Regions from separate parts of the Mus musculus genome. Here regions 1, 2, 3, 5, 6 and 7 are each linked to region 4. Evidence: chromatin contacts called from public HiChIP or PLAC-seq, capture Hi-C and promoter capture Hi-C data. All regions are on one chromosome and are shown on one strand. Each heading gives the region's core, a stretch centred on a gene start, on an enhancer-like site or on the middle of the called end of the contact. The rest is flanking DNA. Distances are from core to core; before and after follow the strand shown.

Region 1 (2,700 bases), core at 36-2,535, 820 kb after region 4:
AAAGAACTAAAATTACAGCTCAGTGACAGAGTGCTCCGTCAATTCCCACGGGGTTCACTGCCCAGCACAGCCACACACAGTGAAGAGGGGGCAGGAGTGGGGGTGTGTGGGTGGATGAAGAGAACCAGGAGATAGTGAGACAGAGAAGAGAGGGGGCCCTGCTCATGCGTGTGCTATCAGGTCAGGCGTAGTTCCAAGGCAGAAAGACTTAAAGCTGCAAGTTCCGTTTTGGAAGCTATTGGTATGGTGCACCTGAAAGTGACCAGAAAATAAGGGCAGATGCGGTAGGAAAAAATTTAAAGGGAGGGAAGTTAGTCAGACGCATAAACGTAGGAGTCATTCATTTGAAAGCAAGCAACTTGAGTTAGTAGCAACGGAATGAAGACGTGAGAAACAACCAAACATTACCTGTAACTACCAAAATAAGTGTCTACAAAGACTCAACTCAGGTGCCATCTTCAAATATTGCGTTTAATAGGATATAATAAAGGGCACACTCCTATAAGTGCCTTGCTACAGTTAAAACCCATTACTTCGTTTAATATCCCTTAATTAATCTGAACTAGCAGAAACTTGAGTTAGCTTAAATAAAATGTTCACTAAGCTCCCCACTCTTCAATACTTAGAACCCCTGCAAACTCTCGCCACACACACTGATGGACACCCATCGCCTTCGGTCTAGACTTACCACGGGCACCCTTTCCATCTCTCCAAGTCCCTGCAGCTTCTTGACTACACCGTCCTTTCTCACCGAGCAGACTCGTCCCTAGCCCGGGGTCACAGGCTGAGCCGGAGCTCCCGAAATGACCGCGGAAGGACAGGCCGCCAGCCTGGCCCCCAAGGCACTTGGCCCGCCAGTCTGGAGCTTGCAGGCACACTGCCTGCCACACCCCTCCCCTCCCGACCTTTTCCTCCTCCACCCAGAACGTTTCGGCACGTCCAGGCCGGAGGTACAAGGCGCCCATTCATCTACTCCTCATAAACTAGGGCTGCAGCCGTCCGCTGTGGTCCCGGTGGCCTCAACCGCCCCGCGCCCTCCCAGCCCGGCCTCGGCGTCCCGCCAGCTTCCCCCAGCGCCCTCCGCTCACCCGCCGTGCGGCTCGGCCAGCTGCCCGCACTGGAGCCCCGGGCTCCGCGACGCCGGGAGACCCAGGCTGCCGAGCCCGTCGGCTCCGCCGCGTCCGCTGACCCGCAGCACCGCCGGCTCCCGCCGGCTCTGTGGCCCGGACCGCTTCGGTGAGGCCCAGGCGTTTCCGGGTTCCCGCGGTCCGGTCCGCCAAAGGATCCGGCTTCCGCCTCGGCCCCGGCAAACGCCGTTCCCTGTTCGGCTCCGGGGGCCCCAGCTTCGCGCTTGCGGGACGCGTCCCTGAGGCGACCCCAACCGCGGCTGCTCCTCGCGCAGCTCCCGTGACAGTCTCACGGTCGCCGGAGAGTTTGATAGGAAGGTGTCTCTCTCCCCACAGTCCTGCGGCAGAAAGTGGCGGGATGATCTGTCACTTAAGGAAGGGGACAAAGTCCTTTGGATCAAAGAACTCTGATGAGAACCGGGAGGCGGATCTTGGCTCCTGAAAATGACCACCAGTGAGTTGAAAACAAGATTATACCTGGTGCAGGTTACCAACCTTAGTCTAGGAGCCAGCTGGTTCGGTTAGGAATGATCCCTGTCCCCCACCCTGGGAGACCTGGAAGAGTGTCAGGAACGCAGAATGGGCTTAGTGTCACTAACCAGGGGAAAGGTGAAGAGAGAAAGAGAGCAATTTACCTCTTCCTGTCTGCAAGAATCTCATGCATATTACGTTTCAGTCTGCTAATGTATTTCCAAAAGTTCCCAACCACTGTAGCCATTGCTGGCTGTGGACAGGCTGAAATGTAATATTCTGGGTCCGGATTGATCATCGGATACAGCAGATTTATCCCTTCCCTGTTAAAACAATGCTCCTAGAATTAAGCTTACGCTTCTTTGCGTGGCAAATGATTAAAACCATCCATTAGGGAAGCATCGTTAGAAAACAACGGAGAAAAATAAAATTAAATGACTGTTAGCACATGATGCCTCGCTTAAATGTTTGTGTAATCCGACCTTCAGAAAACTTCTGGGGGATGGAATGTGGATTAGATCTTGATATTTGCTAGGGTCCGAACCTAAAACGTCCCCCAAAGATTCATCATGTGGTAAAGGTTTGGTTGCCAGCTAATGGACTTTGATGTTGGGGGAAGTGAATGGATAGTGAACCTCTGACCTAAGCCACTGATGTATTAAATCTTTGAAGGTATTATTAGGAGATGGTGTAAATGGTGGCACAAGCCTATTTGGAAGAAGTGGGTCGCTGAGGGTGTGTCTTAACCTAGCCTTTCCTCTAGCTCTCTTTGCAGCCTGTATGCTTTTTTTGGTAAATAACTGCCCCAGTACATAAGTTCCAACCAGAGACCCAGAGGCAATGAAACCTAGTCACCATGAACCAAAACATCTGAAACGATGATGTTTCAGGGAGGACTAATAAGTCCTCCCTCTAAGTGGCTTTCTCAGGCAAAAAGAAAGTAACAAATACAATACTTCTTATACTTCTTACTTTTTTTTTTTTTTTGACGGGGTCTCACATTGTAGCTCAGGATGGCTCCAGGCTGGCATTGAAGGTCTCGATCTCTTAGCAACCATCCTGTCTCAGCCTCTCTGTGCTAGCTAGGATCAAAAGCTAGAGC
Region 2 (2,700 bases), core at 64-2,563, 770 kb after region 4:
AACTAATAAATCTGACAGTTAACTGAACATATTCCGAAATCGTTCCATATGTCCCAAGCTTTCTAAATGATGGCAGTTGGACTAGGCCATGTTCTCAAATGTCAAAAGAAAGTTGTCATTTATTTCAAACTGATTTCAGCAAATCCTCCGCGGTGGCCTACTTACATATTTAGTGCTTTGCTAGCATTGATCAAGGCTCCATTAAACTACAAACAAATGGAAAGAAACAATGTCTGCAACTTCACCACAGAGACACATCTTACTTTTCCATTCTATTTCGGAACGCGATACCAAAGGAGTCAGCAAAGATCAGAGTGTAACGCTACAAACACACAGCACAACAAAAGTGTACGTTTGTTTTCCAATGACAAATCCTATATCGACGTCTGGTAGCACACTGCACAGTGCATAAAGTTTTCTGCGAGTAACGACTGTCTAAAAGGCACATTTTTAGCCTCAGTCCGCCTGCCAGAATCTGTCTCCGATCCTCACGCCATGACCAATTCTAAAGACTTATTTTGAGGCACAAGGTGAAGATTTCTCTAACGGAGAGGGCCCCAGGGAAGGTCAGGCTTCCGACGCCGGGAGAGGGGACGAGCCCACTCCCCGACAAGGTAGCCGAACAGCTCCAAGCCGCTGCTCCGGCTCCCGGCGACCGCGATGGGACAACGCACGTACCCTGGCCCAGCGGGCCGCGGCGGCGGCCACCCGCCACAGCATACGGAGCGCAAGGCTGCCCAGCCTCCCCGCGCGCCGCGCTGGGCCTGGCGAGGCTGCGGAGGGGCCGCCGCCTCCTCCCCGAGGCCGGGCGCACGTGGGCCGAGGCCGCAGGCTCCGAGACGCAGTGCCCCGCCGGAGGTACCAGCAGCGTCCAGGGGAGCCAGGCCGCGGAGGCCGCAGGCCGAGACCGCGGCAGCGCCGGCGGCACGGAAGGGCAGGGCGCTCTCGGCCCAGCGAAGGCGGAAGCGGGGGGAAGAGCGAGCCGGGCCCGCACCCGGGCCGTCCTGCGGCGCGGAACCAGCAGCACTCACCGTGCCTCCGTCCTTAATGATGATCTTTTTGGCCAGCATGATACTGCGGTTCGCGGCCCGTTTCTTTTTCTTCCCCTGGGTCATTTTACCATCCTCGACTCCCGGCGCTGCAGCAGCCACTCAGGGGGCGGGCGGCCCCAGCGGCGAGTGCGGTCCCGCCACTACTGCCGGGCCGAGCCGCTCAGGGCGCACGCCGCCATCTTGAGGGCCCGGCCTGCCTCGGGCGGCGCGTCACATCGTGCGATCGGCTGAGTCGCTCGCCACGCCCCCGTGACGCAGCCACGCCCCCGCAGTGCGGGCACGCCCCTCCAACCCTGCAATAGCGGAGGACTGGGAGGTGCCGCGGGAGCGGGTGGAGCCAGGTGCTTTGGCTGCCTAGCTTTTGCCCTCTAAGGCGCTGAGCGATGGCTATTTTAACAGTTTTTCCTTCACAGATGAACTCAAGTTCCGAAAAGTTTTTACCTACTCAAATCTGACAAATAGTTTCTCAGATGCTCAGGCGTCCCAGGCTAATAGCATCCGCATCAAATGCATCCCCACCAAAACAGAATTGAAGGGGACAACGGGAAAGTTTTCCAGGAATGGTCAGTAGCAGGTAGAGGAGTTTTAGCTGTTGATCTGATGCCCAGCTAGGTCATGCTGGCTTACATACCCCCACGTACCAGTACATTCTCTCCCAGTGTAAACTAGATGCCATACTTTATAGGCTTTTAAAAATTGGTTTGACTAGAAGACTGGTAGAAAGAGCAGACAGGTGGAATATGAAATGTGATATTAACAGTACTGACATTTACTTTGAGGCAGCACATTATGTAGACCAGGCTGGCCTCAAACTGAGAGATCTCCCTGACTACCTCCCATATTGTGATCAAAGTCATGTGCCACCATGTCTAGCAAAGTCTTCATTTTGGTAACTGTTGGAAAACTTTCCTTTAAATATACCTTCAGTGCTAGGTATGAACGAGCACAACACATGCTTTCCCCCATCAAACTGTTCGATAAAGGGGAACTGGAAACAAACCAAACTGTGGCAACAGCGATCCTGGATGTGGTGGCTCTAAGTAAGATAAATGTTCCCAAACTCAGTGATATTCCTCCCTGGGAGAAGTGGAAGGGGCTCCCTCCCTCTCCTGGCTTGTGGCCTGGTTAGTGATGGATGACCTTGTTTTAACAGGGCAAAGCAGAAATGACAGCACTGACTTTAGAGGAGAGGTCATAAAAGGTACTGTATGTTTTTGCTAGGCTCTTCATTTACTCCAGTCAGGGGTTGCCGATTGTTATGCCATAATACCAGAGGAACTATGGAGAGGTGCTGCCGTTGAGCTGAAATCTCCTTCAAAGCTTTGTGGATTATCTTGGAACGAGATCCTCTATGCCTGGTCAAGCCTTGAGCTGACTGCAAACTTTATGAGACCTTCAGCTATGAATACCCAGCTTAGCCACATTACTGGGATGGGGCTGTAGCTGGTTCTTTTGGAGTGCTTTTCCTGTAAGCATAGGGCTGCGGATTCTATCACCAACAATCAGTGAACCCAGCATAGAAGTGGATGCCTAGATCCTGGCATGAAGGAGAATCAGGAATTCAAGGACAAATCTGAGAGCAGCCTGGGTGTGGGTGGATTCTTCAGGCCACTGAACATCAGGCTATTTATTACATGGCCTAAGTAAC
Region 3 (2,700 bases), core at 149-2,648, 970 kb after region 4:
TGAGCTGAAAAAATCAGTTGACTTAGTTGAAAAGTTTTAATGCCCCAAGCTGCTTTAGGTTGGAAACAAGATTTGGGCTCTCATTACTTAAAGCCCCCCTTTTAATTTTCTGGGGCGGTGGCTGCTGCGGGGGTGGGGCGGGTGGGGTTGAGGGTGGGGCGTTTGTTAAATGTTAACAGTTCTTCCTAGGCCGTTCAGAGGTGGGTGTTCTTTCCTATCTCTTCTTTTCAAATGGATCTAAAGAATTTACTGGTGTTGCGCAATGGGTAACCACAGGTCAAAGCCTGCCTCACGATCCTTCCCCCAACCCACACGTCCTCCCAAGTTAGGACGACGTGGTTAACATTTTTCAGATATAGATTTTTTTCCCTAGCACTGAACATGTTCTTTTGCAAAATAATGCAAGGCACAGACTAAAAAGAGACAATGGGAAGCCACAGCCACACGCATTTCAAGTTGTACTTTACAAAAAGAAATCTCGAAAGAGTCCTTTCAACTTTTATAATTTGTGCACTTTGGGTGGTGGTAGTGCAGACCTTTAATCCTGGCAATGTGGAGGCAGAGGCAGGAGGATCCCTGTGAGTTTGAGACCCGACTGGTCTACACAGCTAGTTCTAGAACAGCCAAGGCTACACAGAGAAACAGTGTCTCACACCCCCCCCACCAAAAACAAAACAAAACAAAACTGTGCGCTACGATTTCTTTACAAAATTTTGTAGGTAACTAAATAGTATGTGGAGTGCTGCTAGATTTAAGAAAAAAAAAAAAAAAAAAAAAAAAAGGGTGGGGTGGGGAGAAGGACTAAAGCTGGGAGTGGTGGTCCACCCATTTAACCCAGAAGGCGGCAGAGGCACAGCTAAGGCTGCTGCACAGAGAAACCCGGTCTCAAAACAAAAACAAAGGGGGCGGAGGTGGTCCTGTAAATTCTCACGGTGAACTTCAATTCTATATTTAGCCAGTCATTAAAAAGCAAACCAAACCAAGCCATCAGCATGCCTGTGGTACTGCGTACTTCAGTACTCACACTGCTAACTGAAATTGCAGTGGAACTGGGTATCCTACTTATTTGCTGAATATGGCTACCTCGCTCAGGCAGGAGGAGCAGGTGCCTTTGTCTTTGAGTCACAGGCAACAGGTATGCATTCAAATAGGCTGGTAGAGAAAACCAAGGAAAGTGTAATTTGCTCAGTGCAACAGTAGCTAGTGAGTTAAAAACACGCAGAGCGTTTTTATTTTTTAGAAACAGAACCCTTCTAGTTTCACATGTGCAGTCCTAAAGCCCATCCCGGGCTCGGAAACCAGGTAGGGCAGCTTGGGTCGCCAGCCTTCCCTGCCGGTTTCCCAGTAAGCTGGCTCCGCCTAGTTGCAGCTCCGCGGTACCCGCCGGAGCCAAGCCGGAAGTTGCTCAGGCTGCCTCTGCTGCTCAAGGTAAGAGCCCGTTCTGTTTAGTTTTCTGTGTCAAGACTCTTGGTAAAGCTTATAAAAATCAGAGCTAGCTGGGCGACGGCGGCGAGAGCAGGCACCTTGCGTGGTCTGGCAGTCAGGAGGCTGGAGGAGGGCTGCGCTCGCCGGCAGGGTTGTCTTGATCTGTCTAGCGATTTAGTTTCCCAATATGCCTCGTGACTTTGACTAAAGAGCCCTAATCCCCAAAATGGGGTAGTTGTAAGGACAGACGAGCATGAGGGCCCGAAAAGTATTGACTTTAATTTGTGCTCCATAAGAAAAATTGAACAACGGAAACTTGACTTTTGCATTGAAACCTAATGTCATAGTTTGCCCATGTGCGAGTTACTCGTGTGTGTGTGTGTGTGTGTGTGTGTGTGTGTGTGTGTGTGTTCTTATGTCTGTGCATGTCCAGCAGCCTCTTCTCTTCTCCTTTCTTTTCTTTCCTTTCCTTTTTTTCTCTTCTCTTCTCTTCTCTTCTCTTCTCTTCTCTTCTCTTCTCTTCTCTTCTCTTCTCTTCTCTTTTCTCTTCTCTTCCTCCTCTTCTCGTCTCGTCTCGTCTCGCTCTTCTCTTCTCTTCTCTTCTCTTCTCTCCCTCTCCCTCTCCCTCTCCCTCTCCCTCTCCCTCTCCCTCTCCCTCGCTTTTCTTTCCTTTCCTTTTTTCTTTCCATAATGTCTAAGGTCAAAGGGAAAATTTCAACTAACAAATGTGCTTTCTGGAATTTCTCCTAACATAGCTAAACTTTAAACTTTCAGTTCAGCTACAGGTATGTAAGTCTGCAATGGTGGAGGAAAATGTGATACAAGTTTCTATTAGCTAATAGTACATTTCTAAGAAAAGAACACTTACTTCAGGTTGGTACAACTAGGCAAGATTCCAAGGAAAGAAGGCTATTTTATCCGGAGCCCTGGCTTAGGATCTCATTAAGTAGCCTTAGCTGTCCTGGAACTTTCTCTATAGAACAGGTTGGTCTCAAACTTACAGAGATCTGCTTGCCTCTGCCTTCTGACTACTATGATTAATAGTGTGTGCCTGGTTAGGTGTTTTATTTAATTCTTACAAAGTAGTTTTTTTTTTTTTTTTTTTTTTTTTTTTTAAACTGGTACTGCCTCCAAAAATAAGAAGCCTAAGTGAGAGTGAGAATAAATAATTTGCTCTGGGTCACAACAGTGGTCCCTGACAGGTGATAATGGGTAAATGGATCAAGGTAGGGGAGATGTTCAGAGAACCTGATGACCAGAGTGCAACCCTTAGGT
Region 4 (2,700 bases), core at 49-2,548:
AGTTGTTTTTCTTCCACCTTTAACTGGGTTCCAGGATTAAACTCAGGTTGTCAGACTTGCGTGACAAGTTCCTTTACCAGCATCTTGATAGCCTTCCTTTGGTTTGTTTGCTCTGTTGACAAGTCTTTTGTCAAATTTCTGGTTTGCAAACATTTTCTCTCAGTGTACGACTTCAGTCTTTTGAAGGGAGTTTTTATTATTAAAGTATGACTTTTTTTCCTCTCTCTTTGCAACATGCCTTTTATAGCATACCTGAGAAATCTCTCCCTGGATAGGTCAGATTTTCTTTTCTTTTCTTTTTTTTTTTTCTTCTGTTATAATTTTAGGTCTTTCCATTTACACCATGATCTATTTTGAGGTGTATGTATTTTAATATGGTGCAAAGAATAAATCAATTTAGTGGGAACAGGGAGAATCAGGTCTTCGTGCACCCTTGGAGGAAAAGGCTAGACTTAAGAAAAATCTGAAAGGCCATTACATTGTGCCAAGAGAAGCAATGAACTGTCTTCCCAACTTGGATAAAGTTACCAGTGAATTTAGGAAGAGCATCTGCAGTGTAAACTTTTCGCTTACTGGAGCTGCGTGTAACCAATCTTTAAGAATCTCTGCAACAACCGCTGAGAGGTTTAAAGCACTTTCCTTTTTGTTATGCGCTTCCCGCCATAGAACTACTTTCTTTTTTAAAATTATCCTTTGGTTAGCATACTAAGTAATGGGCTTCATTATGGCATTTTTCATCCGTATATGTCATCACATTCGTATTTAGTCATCCCTTGAGCACTCTTAAAAGGTCACTCTCCACCGAGGGTGACTAAGGCAGATTCCCTTGAGGCATTCTGGTATCAGATCCCAGGGACAAACCCCTAGAAGGAGTCACAGCCCCCCCCCCCCCCCTGGGAACTTAACAACCACACTCAGCAGGGCAAGCCAACCTGTCCCCTCACCAGGGTGACTTCTGGTTAAATTGCGACAGATCTACAGAGCGGGAATTCAAAGCTGAGCAAACGCGGGGTCGGTCAGGGAAGTCCCTCCGGTTGTTCCTGCCAGTGTGCGTCTGGAGGGCGATTGGGAGCTATCGTCATCAGCCCGGACGCCCTTTGGGGATGTTTGAGTCCTGGCTTGCCGGGAGCGTGGGCACGCTGGGTCCTTTCCAGGCGCACAGCTGGACCCATTCCTGACCCTTGACCTCTGCCCGGGAGTCAGCGAGTCCTGGAGGGCCTTGCGGGGGGTATGCGATCGCTCTATAGCTCGTTCCTGGAGCGGTCTGTCATCTCCGCCTCCTGCCAGTCGTAAAGTGCTGTGAAGGGCTCTGCGCTTTACGGCGCCGTTAGGTGAGACCCGGAAGCTCTGTCTCTGATGGGCACATGGTTTGGGGACTGCAATTATTAAAAGGCTGCAGTGAGACTTTGAGGGACGTCAGCGAATCACCTCCGAGTCTCTAAGCGGGTAATCGGATCACACTTTTAAAAACAGTCATTCCATTATTTTCTAAGAGTATGCAGGAGTGTCGGACGCACGCAGGGTGCCACCTTGGTTTTTATGTTCATCCCTAGACTTTAGGTCCCCGGTGTTAGCTGACGTTTTTCTGTTGTTCACTTCGCTCTGCAGTCTCCCCATCCCTGGAGTTCGGAATGCTTTACTTGATCGGCTTGGGCCTGGGAGATGCCAAGGACATCACAGTCAAGGGCCTGGAAGTTGTGAGACGATGCAGTCGCGTGTATCTGGAAGCCTACACCTCAGTCCTGACTGTAGGGAAGGAAGCCCTGGTACGTGATTAAAGTCCCCAGGCCTCTGGGGAAGACATCTAGCTAGCGTCCGATTCTCCTACCCTAGACTGCACAGACTCTAAGCGTCTGCTTTTTTTTTTTTTTTTTAAGCCCCTGTAAAACACACACCCTGTCCATTAAGATCTACTTCATACTCAGTGACTTGGGAAATGAAACGGTAGTTTGTCCTACTTTACAAGTCTAATTTTGTGCCTTTCTCCAGTAAATAAAAAAAAAAAAGTTATTTTACACTCTTGGGGATAGTTATCAAATCCGTTATTTCATGAGCTAGCCAGACATCCTTTCCGAGTTGAGTGCTAATGAGGTGCTGACACAGGCTTAATGAGTTGCTTATACATTCAGCAAGCGATCTGAAAGCTTCCGTCTTTGAAGTAGTTCCATAGGGAACAGCGATCTCATTTTTTTTTGTCTGCAACATAGCCAAAGAGACCTTACATGTACTCTCCCAGGAAGGCTGTCATTCCCACATGTACATATAGAGTGACTAAGTAACCAGAGGATGTATTAGTGCATTATATACCTTAAACAGGGTAAATATGTAAATAATAGTTACAACAAGAAGGGTCAGTTTCTGCTTGATTGTCAAACTTAAAGTGAACCCTATATTGAGATAAGATGCTGATGTGTTGTTAGAGGAGGAGAGGAAGGTTTTTTTGTTTTGTTTTGTTTTTTTAAATTGTCAAGTCTTCCATATAAAAGTGTGGGCCAGAGAACTTCCGGTCATATCTCTCAGATTCACAACTCAGAATTTTGAAGGTTTCAGGGTTATGTTAAAAATCTTGAATCCTAAATAGGCTTCTTCTTAAGTTGGTCATGAATTAGAAAAAAAAAAAAAAAAGTAGTGTTTAATGGTCAGTTTGACTTGCTGGCCACACTTGTCGGTGTTTATACTTACTTCAAGATGATAGAAATA
Region 5 (2,700 bases), core at 98-2,597, 920 kb after region 4:
ACTCTCTACCACTTCTTTTTCTCCCTAAGGTAGGGACTGAACCCAGGCTAGGCACAAGTTCTACCCACGAGGGACTTCCTATAACCTGTAGTGTCTGCCTCCGGTGGTCGTCTGCAGCAAGATGAGCTGAGCTATCTTTGTGCTAACGTGACAGGTCTATTCTTAATCAACATTCATTCCTCACCACCAATGTACCTACCATTTTGGCACAAATCAAGATCTATGAAATTTCAGCTAACTTAAAGTTATTTGAGTGCGCGAGTGTGTGTGTGTGTGTGTGTGTGTGTGTGTCTGTTCATGCAGAGGACTGAATCTACAGCCTCATTTATGCTAAGCATGCATTCTACCTGCCAACACCCAGTCCCTAATTTTAAGTTAAAAAAAAATCTAATAGAACGCCAATGCATTAAAAGACATAAAAAGAGCTAATCAAACAACTTGCAACGGACCTTGTTCAAGTCTGAAGAGGGTCTTCTCTAGCTTCTCCATCTCGTTCAGTAGTAAAATTCGAATCTGCTTACTGTGTTCCATTTTGGCTTCTGGAGGATTCGAACTCTTTCCGTAGAACTAAAAGGACTCCAAAGTGGAATGAGTTACCCCTATAAAACAAAGTGGAATTATTTAAAAAAAAAAAAAAAAGGAGAAGAAGAAGAAAAAAAAAAAGAAAGAAAGAAAGAAAAGAAAAGAAAATATGACCTAAAACTCTCTGGAGTTGACAGCGGCACTTACATGTCCTAGATAGGTTTAAAGCCAAGAAGAGCAATGAGAAAGAGCAAAATCTTGTCAGTAAAGCCCAACAAGGGAGAAGTTTCTTCTCTCTTGGAGCAGAATAAGAAAGCCTGAAGCAAAGATGTAGAGTCTTACACTCAGTTCAAAACAGAGCAGACCAACAAAACCCCTAAAGCATTCTCAGAGAAAAGCAATGCATCCGCGAAAACCCTGGAGTTCAGTGGCATAAATTCCGTTCCTGAGCCAGGGGGCCCTGAAAACTCCAAATGGCACTGTAGCCTCCAGCAGATCAGGCTGCTGAACAGGTGGAAGAGCGCCCAGTTCCCAAATTCGGGTCTGAAGCCACCAATAGGGAGGTGATTGGAGAGGTTAGCAGTTGCTGTCCCGGGAATAGCTGCGGCGGCGGTGGCATGCGATGTACAGAGCGGCTATAGATAGAAGGAATGCGCGTCCGGAGACGGACGCATTCCAGGCACTTACGAGCGGGATAGACGTGCGGCGTCGGGAGCGGGAGCCGGAGCCGGGTACAGCGGGAACGCCGGACGCAGCGGCGGCCCGGGGAGGGCAGGGCGGCCGTGAAGGGCACGGGGAGGGGCGCCGGGACCCGGGCCAGGGGACAGTGACAGGCCAGGGCCGCCGAGACTCCGCCCCCCGCGGCCGGAGGACGTGCCGACTCCGCTGGGCCCCGGACTAGCCTGGGGGGCGTGGCCCTGCCTCCCCGCCCACTTCCGGGAGCCATCGCCCCCGCTAGCACAGACCACTGATCTCGCGAGAGGTGGGCACGGCTTGTGGGTTTGAGGGGGTCTGGGCTTTGGGAACTGTCATTGCCCTGATGTGCGATCGCTCTGCCTCTCTAGGAAAAGTGAGTTCAAGAGCGAAGAAGAGCTGGGATAATGTTTAGTTAGGGACGTTCTTTCTGGGAAGAAAATGCAAAGTTGGGAAAACCAAGTTTCTTAAAATTCCCTGCTTGGCTTCATTAACCTTGTGACACACTGGTCGCTGGGAAGAGGGGACCTCAGCTAAGGAACTGCCTCCATCAGATTGGCCTGTGGGCTTGTGCATGGGAGCATTTTCTTGTTTTATGGTTGCTATATGGGAGGAAAATAGGCATGGCCACCCCTGGGCAGATGGGCCTTAGTTCCATAGGTAAACAGGCGGCCCAGCCCGGGAGGAGCAAGCCAGCAAGCTGCACTTCTCTATGGTCTCTGCTTGAGGTCCTGCCTCTGGGTCTTTCTCGTTGAGTTCCTGCTTTAACTTCCTCCAATAGAGCACTGTGACCAGGAAGTGTAAGCCAAACACTTTCTTTCCCCAACTTGCTTTTGGTTCAGGGTTTTGTCACAGCAAACATGCATTTTTATTTTTTATTTATTTTTATTATTATTATTTGGTTACCGTTGATTTAAAGACAAGGAAACAGACTCCCTCAAAGGTTAAGTAACATGCTTAAAGCCGCTTCATGAACAACGGAGTGTATGTGATTTCAAGTACATTCCCGATGATTTTGGTTCACTAAACCCTTCATCTAAGGTTGGCATTATTTTCCGTGGCTTGATATCAATAAGGACTTGGTAAAATGGAAGAATGAGTGTGCATTCTAGCTTATAAAGACGTTCTGGTTTTTCTGTGACAGTCATCTCAAGATTTCTCCTTCAGGTCTGATGTTCCCTTAGGCGTCTCTTCTGCTGTGTTCCTAGGAAGTGTGGAGGCCAGAGTGCGCCCTCTGTGAACTGGCTACAAACTCCTGCTTGACCATGAAATCCCCCAGTTGAAGGCTGCCTGCTAGACTAATGAACCCAGCAGGTCTTCGTTTGGGGAGGGTTGAAGAATGGGAGCCGGTGACTCAGATACCACACTCTATCGCTGTATGTTGGGTTTCTCTGATTTTCTTTTTTAAATGTAGATTACCCAAAGCGTTCTGATCCATAACTTCTCCATCTGAAATGTGGAGCATGGGTGCACGCTCTGACACTT
Region 6 (2,700 bases), core at 5-2,504, 730 kb after region 4:
GATGAGTTCTGAGTGACTGAGATCTGTGGCACAGGGCTCTAGTGAGTGTAGCTGCATACTTCCCCTCCTCCTTTGAGACAGGGTCTCTGTGTAACCCTGGCTGTCCTGGAACTCAGATTCTCTGCCCTCTACCTTCCGAGTGCTAGGATTAAAGGAGTTTACCCGCATGCCTGGGCCCCCCTCTTTTTTTTTTTTTTTTTTTTATTTACATTTTTATTAAATAATATTTGTGACTGGGGATTTTATATATTTTTGCTCCCTCCAAGTAAGACTGTCTACTTGTACTCTGGTTAGGCTATTTTTTAAGACAGAGTATTGTGTAGCCCAGGCTGGCCTCAGTCTTGCTGTGTAGCAGGGAGTGACTTTGAAGTTCTGGTCCTTGGATCACACCTTCTCAGGGTTGGGAATTACCTTTGTTTACCTTACCTGCTCTTTCGTGAAATCTGTAATTAGACTTCTTCTAAGCAGGGAAATTGGAAAACGATGAAGAAATTAGGATGAAGAAATGATGTTTTGTTTTTTCTGATCTTTATACTTCTGCTCTTTCTCCTTTGACATACTGCTCTATAATAGACCCAAGTTCAGTGCCAACAGCAGCACGAGCAACAGAAAAAGGAACTGGAAACCCTCCATCAACGGAATATCCACCAGCTACAAAGCAGATTGTCCGAGTTAGAGGCAGCTAATAAAGAGCTCACCGAGAGGAAGTATAAAGGAGACTCGACTGTCCGAGAGCTAAAGGCGAAGCTGGCTGGCGTGGAAGAGGTATCCCGTGCTGGCTGCTGTTGCGGGCTCCCTCGGCTTTAGTGTGGCTACTGTGCTGCTCAGTGGCTGCTGTTCCCTTGGATGCTCTGCACAGAACTTCTGTCCCTACAGTGATCATCTCACTGCAGAGAAAACAGGGAGTGGCAAGTGTGATGACGGAGCTGGTTCAGGACAGCATGGAAACAGACTGGGTATTTTAGTGTGGAGTTGGAATATTCACGGGAGCAGCCCTCAGATCCTTTCAGTTCCTTTTAATATTACTGCAGTGTCTGTGTCTCACAGCGTTGGCAAGTGTAGTCCAGCAGCTCTATGAAGTGGAACGACCAGTGAGGATACTACTGCTAGACAGTAGCTGTTGCTTACTGAGCATGTGCGAGGTAACCACAGACACTGTGGAAGTGACTTCCAGAAATGAACCCCGTATTTAGGTGCCACCCTTAACCTCACTGCAGAGATGCTGAGGCTGCAACACAGAGTTCTGTTGTTACTCGCTTGCTCCAGCCAGGGAAAGAGAGGGGTGTAACCCGGCTGTTGTTTGCCTGTCTTTCTTTCCAGCACACAGAAATGTTTGTTTTGCCCTGCTGGGGTTTAACCCAGGGCCTTCTGCATACTTGGCAAGTGCTCTGCAGTGAGCTTCAAACCTTGCACATCAGAGAAATGTAAACAGTGTTGGTGTTTGCTACAGCACATCTGTGCGTGCCTTGGCACGAGTGATAGTCTCTATTAGTAGAAGTTATTTTCAGATTTATTTGTATGTATTTTGAGACAGGGTTTCCTGTGTCCCCGAGATTGGCTTCAGACTCCTGATCTCAAAGCGGCTTTGCCTTACTTAGTAGGTGGACCAGAGGCCTGTGCCGCCATTTCTGATTTTTGTTTGTTTGCTTTGTTTTTTGAGATAGAGTTTCTGTGTATTCCTGGAAGTCCTGGAACTCTGTAGACCAAGCTAGCTTTGAACTCAGAGATCTGCTTACCTCTAACTCCCAAGTGATGGGATTAAAGGTGTGTGGCACCATGCTTAGCTTGTTTCTGGTTGTTAAGGTCTTTGTGTTTAACAACAGAGATAATCAACATTCTGTTTCATTATAATGTTTAGACGCTAAAGCTCCACCCATTTTATGTGTAGATCCTTGAAACATTCTGCACCAACAATAGCTGTGTGTGTGGATTTCTATCCTATACCCTTCCTGTAGTAGTGCAGCATTTCTGACATCACACTTGGTACCTTAGTAGATCAATGGCTTCATTATAATGCTATATGATTTCTCCCATCTAAATCCCCAAACTAGCTAGTATATTAATAATCTTACTATGTTGTTTGTTTTTGTTTTGGGGATTTTTTTTGGTTTTGGTTTTTCCAGTGAGAGTTTTCTGTGTAGCCCTGGCTGCCCTGGAACTCTGTAGATAAGGCTGGCCTCAAACTCAGAGATTGTCCTTTATCTCTCTCTCTCTCTCTCTCTCTCTCTCTCTCTCTTGAGTGCAGGGATTAAAGGCTTGTGCTGCCACCACCACCTGGCAATTATGTTTTTATATAACCTCATTGTGGTAGTTATCTTTGTACCGGTGACAAAATATTACGTAAACAACTTAAGGGAGAGGCATTTATTTTGGCTCACCATTTCAGAAGCTTCATTTTGGCTGTGCATAGGATTCAGTGCCTTGGAGTTGGGACATGTGGTACTCATTTCACATGGACAGAAAGTGGTTAGGGGAACTGTGACAACACAGTGACATGCCAGGATACATCTCTTGAGGACATGTTTCCAGCGACTTGACTTCCTTTACTAAGCCCCACTTCCACATTTCCACAACCTCCCAATACAGTGCCTCCAGCTGAAGATCCAGCCTGCGGGGACATTTCCTGTTTAAGCTGTAACTTCACATCGTCTCTTCCAAGGTTTGCAGAGCACCCGTGGAGAGTCGCTTCTGCCTGAGGAA
Region 7 (2,700 bases), core at 130-2,629, 960 kb after region 4:
CTATCACACTCACAGACACGGATACATAACTATCACACTCACAGACATGGATACATAACTATCACACTCACAGACACGGATACATAACTATCACACTCACAGACATGGATACATAACTATCACACTCACAGACATGGATACATAACTATCACACTCACAGACACGGATACATAACGATCACACTCACAGACATGTATGAATAACTAAAAATAAAAATCTCTATGAGAAGATAAGAACTATATTTTATTTTAGAGAACTGGAAGGTGAAGAGGGTTTCGAAGATGCACCCAAACTATTATGTAAGGGAAGATAAATCCAGAGAGCATAACTGTTGCAGAGTGACGAAATGTTGGAAGCTTAGGATGAAGAGGTGGAGGTAAAGGAAGTTAGAAACAGACAGATTTGCCTTTGTGTGTTGGTGGTTGCCTTACTCCCACTCACAAGGCAGAAGGTTGGAGACTTAGAAGCCAGCCTGGGAGACTATGTTTCAAGAAAAGAAATGAACACAACTAATGGGAAATATATTTTTGGCATATTTTAAAGACTCAGAGAGAGGGTGATTTGTTAAGGCCCAGAATCTGAGGAAAGAGTAAGAAAAGTGCAATAAAAATAGGTAATTCCGCCAGGCGTGGTGGCGCACGCCTTTAATCCCAGCACTCGGGAGGCAGAGGCAGGTGGATTTCTGAGTTCGAGGCCAGCCTGGTCTACAAAGTGAGTTCCAGGACAGCCAGAGCTATACAGAGAAACCCTGTCTCGAAAACAACAACAACAACAACAACAACAACAACAACAACAACAACAACAACAACAACAAAAAGGTAATTCCGCCCCTTCCCCTGGCTGGCAGCGCGGAGGCCACACGATGCCTGGAGTTACTGTAAAAGACGTTAACCAGCTGGAGTTCACCAGAGCTCTGGCAGCTTTCTTCAAAAAGTCCGGGTGGACACAAACATATAGAGCTTGCCCCATATGATGAGAACTGGTTCTACACATGAGCTGCTTCCACAGCTCAGCACCTGTACCTCCGCGGTGGTGCAGAGGTTGCTTCCATGACCAAGATCTACGGAGGACGGCAGAGAAAAGGTGTCAGACCCAGCCACTTCAGCAGAGGCTTTAAGAGTGTCCTCCAAGCCCTGGAGGGGCTGAAAATGGTGGGAAAGGACCAAGATGGGGGCAGCAAGCTAACACCTCAGGGACAGAGAGATCTGGACAGGATCGGCAGCGGCCAACAAGAAGCATTAGAACAAAGGATGCTGGGTTAATAAATTGCCTCATTCATTTAGGAAAAAAAAAAGGTAATTCCTGGGTGTTAGCCAGAAGAGTTGGGAAATAGAGCTATCTATAGAAATGGGGAAGTTGTTGGAAAGGGAGGAGCAGTACTGAAGGGCGGGGAGTTCAAGGTTGGGTATATTAACTTCTATATACTTGGCAGTATCTTGTATCTGTAAGTCTTCAGCGGAGATTCCAATTGAAAGGTGGAGAGATAGAAACCTAGGCAAGGAGTGAGCCTCGGGGCGCTGAGATTTCTAGGTTGGGAAGAAGTGAATTCAGAGCAGGAATTTGGATTGTGACAGAAAACATGAAAAAAAAAAAAAAAGAACAGAATAGTGAAAAACAATTATAGGTAGCTTGAGAGATGACTCAGCGGGTAACTGATTTAAAGGGTTGCAGATGGTGGTATGAACCAGAAACTGCAGCACTGGGGGAGTGAAGACAAGGCGGATCTCTGGATTAGCCTGTCTGCTAGCCTGCTACTCAAACGTAACAGGTGAGCCCAAAGCCAGTGACACTAATCTCAAAAAAGAAGGGCGATGAGGCTGGAGAGATGGCTCAGTGGTTAAAAGCACTTGGTGCTCTTTCTTAGGACCTGGGTTTGGGTCCCAACACCAGCATGGTAGTTCACAAGTATCTGTAACTTCGGAGTCCTGGGAATTGGTACCCAAACAAGCTCTCAACACGCTTGTAACCTGAGAGCAGCTCTCACAAAGTTCTTAAGCAATTTTATCAATTTTTAATTTACATTAATGGTCAGCAATAATGCGTCATTACTACTTGGTAGATGCCGTAAAGTACTCCACAGGTTTCTTGATCCAGAAGGTGGAATGATCCTAAGAAGTTGTATTGTGGGGCTGGAGAGATAAATTAGCAGTTAAAGAGCACTGACTGCTCTGCCAAAGGTCCTGAGTTGAATTCCCACTAATCATATGGTGGTTTACAACCATCTGTAATGGGATCCAATGCCCTCTTCTAGCGTGTGTCTAAAGACAACAGTGTACTCATATAAATAAATAAGTAAATAAATAAAAAGAAGAAGTCATATTTCTAAATTCCCTGGAAATGCTTGGGGAGCAATACTTTTGTGAGGGCTAAAGTTATGATTTCTAAGTTTTAATTATTTTGCCTAAGAGAACTATAAAATAAAAATGCCTTTAACCAGTAAACCCCTCTTGCCCAAGGACAGATAAAATCGTAAAGGCCATTTGCCCAAGAACAGATAACTTCCTGGAATGCCGGAGGCTGTTGCTCATGCAAGATAACAATGATTGAGTTTTCACTTCTGTAAACAAGGTAGGTTGCTCCAACCTACCAGGATGCGCTTGATAACAGGTCGGTGGGAGGAGCATAAGCAGGAAGTATATCAAGATGCATGTTTGCTTCTGATTAGATGAAGGAAGGAAGCCTTGTGTGTTTTGTTTTTAT

The links. Promoter capture Hi-C pulls out the DNA fragments that hold promoters and counts their contacts. HiChIP or PLAC-seq counts read pairs in DNA pulled down with a chosen protein or histone mark. Capture Hi-C pulls out chosen DNA fragments and counts their contacts.
Region 1: a promoter capture Hi-C map of adipose tissue shows a contact between it and region 4, with 3 times the contacts expected there. The contact joins the promoter of Slc35a3 here to the promoter of A930005H10Rik in region 4. A contact is called at or near these places in 1 of 484 Hi-C or Micro-C datasets (B cells), 1 of 115 datasets of contacts at active chromatin or transcription factors (bone marrow-derived macrophages) and 1 of 9 other capture datasets (adipose tissue).
Region 2: a contact with region 4 is called in a promoter capture Hi-C map of adipose tissue. The contact joins the promoter of Mfsd14a here to the promoter of A930005H10Rik in region 4. A contact is called at or near these places in 1 of 39 promoter capture datasets (pre-B cells), 3 of 115 datasets of contacts at active chromatin or transcription factors (the SCID.adh cell line, memory CD8 T cells and pancreatic cancer cells) and 2 of 9 other capture datasets (adipose tissue and liver).
Region 3: a contact with region 4 is called in a capture Hi-C map of macrophages, with 6 times the contacts expected there. The contact joins the promoter of Frrs1 here to the promoter of A930005H10Rik in region 4. A contact is called at or near these places in 4 of 39 promoter capture datasets (hematopoietic stem and progenitor cells, liver, neutrophils and 1 more), 2 of 115 datasets of contacts at active chromatin or transcription factors (bone marrow-derived dendritic cells and microglia) and 2 of 9 other capture datasets (adipose tissue and macrophages).
Region 5: a contact with region 4 is called in a promoter capture Hi-C map of pre-B cells, with 3 times the contacts expected there. The contact joins the promoter of Agl here to the promoter of A930005H10Rik in region 4. A contact is called at or near these places in 1 of 39 promoter capture datasets (pre-B cells) and 2 of 9 other capture datasets (adipose tissue and liver).
Region 6: a promoter capture Hi-C map of liver shows a contact between it and region 4, with 4 times the contacts expected there. The contact joins the promoter of Trmt13 here to the promoter of A930005H10Rik in region 4. A contact is called at or near these places in 3 of 39 promoter capture datasets (cranial neural crest and liver).
Region 7: an H3K27ac HiChIP or PLAC-seq map of bone marrow-derived dendritic cells shows a contact between it and region 4, with 5 times the contacts expected there. The contact joins the enhancer-like site here to the promoter of A930005H10Rik in region 4. A contact is called at or near these places in 3 of 39 promoter capture datasets (hematopoietic stem and progenitor cells, pre-B cells and stem cell-derived epiblast-like cells), 1 of 115 datasets of contacts at active chromatin or transcription factors (bone marrow-derived dendritic cells) and 2 of 9 other capture datasets (adipose tissue and macrophages).

The regions. Positions count from the first base shown.
Region 1 is chr3:116,710,995-116,713,694 of GRCm38.p6, forward strand. It overlaps Slc35a3 (solute carrier family 35 (UDP-N-acetylglucosamine (UDP-GlcNAc) transporter), member 3), which reads right to left and starts at 1,286. Exons shown (of 8, transcript NM_144902.4): 1 at 1,089-1,286.
Region 2 is chr3:116,661,364-116,664,063 of GRCm38.p6, forward strand. It overlaps Mfsd14a (major facilitator superfamily domain containing 14A), which reads right to left and starts at 1,314. Exons shown (of 12, transcript NM_008246.2): 1 at 1,032-1,314. The coding sequence starts at 1,115.
Region 3 is chr3:116,860,282-116,862,981 of GRCm38.p6, forward strand. Frrs1 (ferric-chelate reductase 1) reads left to right here and starts at 1,399. Exons shown (of 17, transcript NM_009146.3): 1 at 1,399-1,428.
Region 4 is chr3:115,886,832-115,889,531 of GRCm38.p6, forward strand. It overlaps A930005H10Rik (RIKEN cDNA A930005H10 gene), which reads right to left and starts at 1,299. Exons shown (of 2, transcript NR_015487.1): 1 at 933-1,299. It overlaps Dph5 (diphthamide biosynthesis 5), which reads left to right and starts at 1,352. Exons shown (of 8, transcript NM_027193.2): 1 at 1,352-1,446; 2 at 1,609-1,766. The coding sequence starts at 1,632.
Region 5 is chr3:116,806,819-116,809,518 of GRCm38.p6, forward strand. Agl (amylo-1,6-glucosidase, 4-alpha-glucanotransferase) reads right to left here and starts at 1,348. Exons shown (of 34, transcript NM_001081326.1): 1 at 1,210-1,348; 2 at 450-599. The coding sequence starts at 531.
Region 6 is chr3:116,613,333-116,616,032 of GRCm38.p6, forward strand. It overlaps Trmt13 (tRNA methyltransferase 13), which reads right to left and starts at 1,255. Exons shown (of 12, transcript NM_030016.3): 1 at 427-1,255. It overlaps Sass6 (SAS-6 centriolar assembly protein), which reads left to right. Exons shown (of 17, transcript NM_028349.3): 8 at 574-765.
Region 7 is chr3:116,843,717-116,846,416 of GRCm38.p6, forward strand. It overlaps the pseudogene Gm29736. Among named protein-coding and RNA genes, the nearest start is that of Gm40128, 3.6 kb to the left of the region's middle. Within about 2 kb of position 1,380, at least 54 of the 459 cell types and tissues checked have an H3K27ac peak or open chromatin away from gene starts, as enhancers often do. A contact at or near this core is called in bone marrow-derived dendritic cells, hematopoietic stem and progenitor cells and macrophages, where this site is marked.